2 separate regions of the Capra hircus genome follow, and region 1 is linked to region 2. The links are chromatin contacts, called in public Hi-C maps. All regions are on one chromosome and are shown on one strand. Each heading gives the region's core, a stretch centred on a gene start, on an enhancer-like site or on the middle of the called end of the contact. The rest is flanking DNA. Distances are from core to core; before and after follow the strand shown.

The links. A called contact is a pair of places that touch in the nucleus more often than the background predicts.
Region 1: a Hi-C map of blood shows a contact between it and region 2, with 2.4 times the contacts expected there. The contact joins the promoter of MSANTD3 here to the promoter of FBXW12 in region 2. A contact is called at or near these places in 2 of 5 Hi-C or Micro-C datasets (both in blood).

Annotation. Positions count from the first base shown.
Region 1 is chr8:89,970,237-89,973,064 of ARS1.2, reverse strand. MSANTD3 (myb/SANT-like DNA-binding domain-containing protein 3) reads right to left here and starts at 1,409. Exons shown (of 3, transcript XM_018052532.1): 1 at 1,238-1,409.
Region 2 is chr8:89,818,149-89,821,129 of ARS1.2, reverse strand. It overlaps FBXW12 (F-box/WD repeat-containing protein 12), which reads right to left and starts at 1,362. Exons shown (of 10, transcript XM_005684240.3): 1 at 1,223-1,362. The coding sequence starts at 1,312.

The DNA.
Region 1 (2,828 bases), core at 160-2,659, 150 kb before region 2:
CCTAGGAGTAAGAAGAGACAATCCATTGATCTTGCCCCCTGGATCCTTCCCCCACCCGTCCCCCTTCCCTCCTTCCAGATAGGATGCCTGGTCTCTAAGGGCAGGATGAAATCTTGGTCCAGAAAACTGCTCAGGTTGTGGTCACAGGTCCCTCTCTCCACTCAGGGCTTCAGAATCCTCCATTTCCTCCTAGTCCACCCCTTGTCTCTCTGGTCCCAAACTCCCAGAGCAGTCCTCAGTCCTAACTCTGGAACTATGTTTTTGAATTAATACTTGACAATTTCCTTGGTAACACAACTGACTTATATGATGCTGAAATGCACACCCCTGGCCCTGATATTATCCTACCTCCCCGTTTTAAATGTGTAATAAATATATCCCACAACTGCTCTCCTTGACATTGCAGGGACATCTGTAACCTTAAATGTGACCATGCCTAAGAAACACCCAATTTCCTTAATCAGAATAGGGAGGCTAAATTCTTTTCTATTTCCTACTCCTAAATAAAGATTACTAGTGCCATTTACAGTAGCTACATCACAGCGCCAGCATGATGATTTAATTAGATAACTCATGCCAACTGTTTGGTACCCAGGCCTGGTATGTAGAAAGTGCTCAATATGTATGATCATTTGCGTACCTCATCTCTCACAATAGCACCTGCGGGTAGGCATTACACCACGCACTCTCAGCCACCATCCCTCTCCCCCACCCACTCTCATTTACAGGAGCTGCAGCCAGGGCTCGGAGTAAAGGCGCTTTCCCAAGGTCAGGCGGGCACCGCTGTGATGCTCCGCGCTCGGCCCCAGAATGAGGGACCCCGTCCCCTCACACCTCTGTAAGGGACACAAGGGGTCTTAAAGAAGACAAGTATGCAAAAGCGCGAGCACAGTGCCTGGCATACTGTGAGGACACTGAGATGGGGAGACGCCGGCACTGAGGGTCATCAGGTTTCTCCCCCACCCCCGCAAGCCGCTCCTCTGCCCTCGGAGTCCAGAGTCCCCAGACCCCGGGTACGTCGCTGAATCTCGCCGAGGTCCGCGCCCTGGGGCTTTGTACGCCGCAGGCCGGCCCCACTCACCGAGTCCCATCGCAGCGCGCGGAGGTGGCCGTCGGGCCTGCGGGGCAGGGGTCGTGGCGCCTGGGCCGGAAGCGCGCCCTACCGGCCCCGCAGCCCCCGCACGCCTGGCCCGCGCCCCCGCCCCGCTGCGACCCGCCCGCCCGGGGAGCCTCCTACCTGCAGCGGCGGCGCAGCGGCCGCGGCGATCGGGGGAGGGGCCGGCGAGATGCGAGCGCGGGCGGCCTCGACTCCTCTCGCAGGCTGGGCGGCCGGGAGGGCCGCGGGCTCCGGAGCGCCGGGCGGCGGCGGCGCGCCCCCGGCCGGCCAGGCCCCGCCGCGCGCGCAGCGGCCACAAAGCCCGGGAGCCGCCGCCCCCTCGCGGGCCGCCCGCCGCCTGCGGGTCCGCAGGCGCCGAGGAGGGCGGGAGCGCGGCCCCGCGCAGTCCCCACCTCCCCGAGACGCGGTCGCCGACCTCCCCCGAGGTTTGGGGCGGGGCGCAGGGGGTCTCCCGCCTATCCACCCCTCTCCCTCCTGCCCGACATCCTTGTGCTGATTTGAGTTCCGTCTTCCCACCTTGGGGGACGAGCTCCTGAAGGGCCTCAAAAACTGTTTCATTTCCAGGAACAACAAAAGAATGCATTTGTCGCCAGGGACTTGGCGGCCATGGACAGGAGTCGGCTCAGTCCATGACCCCTGTCTGACAAAGACCCCCTTTTCTTTCGGAACACCGTGCTACTTAAGTAGCCAACCCTCCTTTACCGGGTTCATCACGGAGTTTTGCTTTATTTTTTAATTTGCGGGATGTGTCTCCCCCTAGGCTGTGCGCTCCCGGGGCAGAGATGGTTCCCTCTGCAGCCCAAACCTGGTTCAGACGCTGTGTGCTGAGTAAGTGGGAAATTTTGCTCGAAGAAATGCAACTGTAGGACAAGGCACCTTTTATCCTGCCCCCGCAAGGATGGGGGCTAGCTGTTTCTTTTGCTTTGTATCCGCTGGGAAAATTCCAAGCTCGGAAGGGTGGAGAGGATTGAACTTTCTCTTGTTGTTCTTATTAGAGTGAAATACACATAAAAATAACTTTAAAGGCAACAATCCGGTGGCATTTATGACAATGCAGTGTAAAGCAACCACACCATCTCTATCTAGTTCTGAAACAGATTCATCGCCCCAAAAGGGAACCCCCTCCCCACACATTAAGCAGTCACTCCCTATCCCTTGGTATCCTCAACTCGGAGTAACCACTAATTTATTTTTTCTCTCTGAATTTGGCTATTCTGGACATTCCGTATCAATGGAATCATATAACAGGTAGTCTTCTGTGCCTGGCTTCTTTCACTCTGCACGATGATTTCAAGGTTCACCCTCCTTGTAGCGTATGTCCTACTTCATTTCTTTTTACGGCTAAATAATATTCCATTGTATGTATACCGCAATGTGTTTATATGTGTATCTGTTGAGGGATGTTTGTGTTATTTCCACCCTCTGTGAATACTGCTGCTCTGAATGTGCCTATATAAATGTATTTGTCTATGTTTTCAGTTCTTTGAAGTAGGATTGCTAGGTCATATGGTAATTCTGTTTAACTCTATGAGGAACTGCCAAAAAAATTTCCCATAGTGGCTAAATGAATGATTTTACCTTCCCACCAGCAATATATGCAATGTATGAGGGTTCCAAATTCACCATTACCTCACCAACACTTGCTTTTTTTTTTTTAATTCCTTGGATGTATGTGAGGCTATCCCCATCCCCCTAGTTCCCATGACCCACA
Region 2 (2,981 bases), core at 113-2,612:
CACATTTAAACTATAATTACACAAAGCAGGTAAAGGTCTGTTTACCTTTTGTAAAGCGATACGATAATGTATTTTTAAAAGTGAAGAAATTCTTTCACTCAACAAACATTTACTGAGGACCCTAAATATCAAGGGGGTTGAGATGGTTGAATGGCATCACCGATTCAATGGACATGAATTTAGGCAAACTCTGGGAGATGGTAAGCAACAGAGAGGCCTGGCATGTTGTAGTCCACGGGTCGCAAAGAGTGGGACAGGACTTCGCGTGACTGAACAATTAACTATCAAGCCATATACTGAGTGTAGTCTTCCCTGGTGGCTCAGAGGTTAAAGCGTCTGCCTCCAATGCGGGAGACCCGGATTCAATCCCTGGGCCGGAAGATCCCCTGGAGAAGAAAATGGCAATCCACTCCAGTATTCTTGCCTGGAGAATCCCATGAACGGAGAAGCCTAGTAGGTTACAGTCCACGGGGTCGCAAAGAGTCGGACACGACTGAGCGACTTCACCTCACCTCACCTCACATTGAGTGTATACACACGATGATTATACAGTGATTTTATACACAGTGATGCAAGAAATAAATTCCCCACTCTTAGAAATGAGTCTAGTGGGGGTGGGGGGTGAGGAGCAGATATTTAACAAATACACAACACTGTACGATCATTTGGTTACAGCTATGCTGAGGGAGCACACAGAAGAGAAAGCGCTCACAATACCTGTAACATGTGCAGAAGCGCAGACCAGACTACCACATTCAACAGGCACTTAGGCTTCACAGCCAGTATGAGAGTTCGACTGGCTGAGAAGGGGTAGCCCGAGCCTGCAGGAGGTGCCACTCACTGGGAGAGCAAGGATTTCCGGGCAGGCCCCAGAAGGGAACTTTCAGAACATTCCAGAAGAGGAGGGATTTCTAAGTCAATCTTGGGGTGAACTCTGTTCACAGGTACCCAGAGCATGTCAAACCAACAGGAGCTCTGGACACACTATAGACAGATGGAGGGACGGAGGAGTAAGAGGCTTTCTGAGCGACCCCTTCAAACGCTGAGGAGGTCACCACCTCGGGGGCCACGAGCGTCCTCTGCTGACTCCGGGCGGATTCAGGGCCGCCGCACGCCCCCTCCCAGATTTGGGAAACTGAGGCCTAGAGGGAACGGACCAACCGTGGACACACCCATGACCATGAACCCAGCCCTGCCTCCCACCTGGGACAGGACGCACTACCTTGTCCACTTGGGCGGCGCAGAGCAGGTCGCGAGCCTCCAAGAAGGAAAAGACATGCAACAGTTCATGCAACCCCAACTGCGGTTCCATGGCGCCCGCCGCCCAGGACGCCGGGGCTTTGCCACGCCTTCGCTGCGCTTCCGCCCCCGTAGGCCGAGCCCCGCCCCCGTAGGCCGAGCCCCGCCCCCGTAGGCCGAGCCCCGCCCCCGAGGCCGAGTCCCGCCCCCGTAGGCCGAGCCCCACCCCTCAAGCTGAACCTCTTTCCGCAGGCCGCGCCCCGCCCAACCCGCCGGCTTCCGGCCGGCTGGCATAATTCTTGGCCAGCCGCGGTGCTGTTACTACTTCCAGTGATAGCACGCCGGCTCCGCTTCTGTTAGTCTTCAGCTGGCTTTTGAGCTTCCCCTCGGCACTTGCTCTTGTCCTGACAGTAGCCCAGAACCTCGCTCACCCCCTTATACTGACATTCATTTTCGTTCTAACCTTCGCCCTTGCACTACCCCTTACACTGGAACTTGTGGTGCCCCTGCACAAAGTACCTCCTGAGCCCTTGCCCTGGTGCTGGCCCGTATCCAGACCTTGTCCCTTTTCTTCAGCCTCACCCTAATCATTGCCCTTGACCTCATTAGCATCTGACATCTACCCACCCCTATTCTTACCCTCACCTGACCCTGACACACCCTAACATTCCTTCACCCCGAATTTTGCCCTAGCCATGACTCTCACCTTCACAATCACCTTCACAGAGACCCCCAGCCTCCCCCTTACCCTGGCACTGGTCCTCACCTAGTGTCTCCTTTGTCATGACCCCTGCCTTGGACCTGACCCTGGACCTCACTCTGGACTCGGTCATGACCATATCAAAGATCAGAGTTAGTGTAAGGGTGAGGAGCATGATCTAGCTCAGTGTCAGAGCAGTTAGGGTCACAGTCAGGATGAGCGTAAGATCAGGGACAGATTGATGAAGATCAGAAATAGGGTGACTGTCCGGTTCAAGGTAAAATTCTATGTCAGGTTAAGGGTTAAAATCAGAAAAAGGTCAAGGTCATGTCATTGGAATCAGGTTCAAGGACAAGATCAGTGTGAAGGAAATTTTAGATCCAGGGTTAGTTTCAAGATCCAGTTCAAGTTTGAGATCAGTGTGACAGTCAAGATCAAGTTGTGCCTCCATTGCAGAGGGTCAGTGAGAGGATGAATGTCAGGATAAGAAAGATGGTATTTTGGGGATGAAAGTAAAAGTTGGGTTCAGGTTGACAGTGCATATCCAGTTCTGAGTAGGATTCAGGGTCAAGTTGAGGGTGAGGTTGATGTTCAGAATTAGAATCAGTGTTGGATTCAGGGTCAAGATCAATGTGAGGATGATGTCAGTGTCAGGGTGAGCATGACGTTATGAAAGTCAAGGTCAATTAAGTCAAGGTGGGGTTCCATTTCTACTCCTGCTGGCAGGAATTAAGTTCTCCTCCAACTCTCCCTCCTCTCCCCCAATTACACTGGCCCAATCTGCATAATCCAGGACACTCTTTACATCTCATTCCTTTAATTATATTTGCAAAATCCCTTCTGTGTGTAAAACAGCATATTCATAGCTTAGGACATGGGCATTTTTAGGGGAACATTAGTCTGCTTACCACAGAGGGTCAGAGTTTGGCTTATAGTCAAAATCAGGCTTAAGTTTCAACGTGAGGATAGGTCAAGATGGAGGTGATGATTAGGCTGAGGATCAGAGTCATCATAATCATGAAGGGCTATATCACCCTGAAGT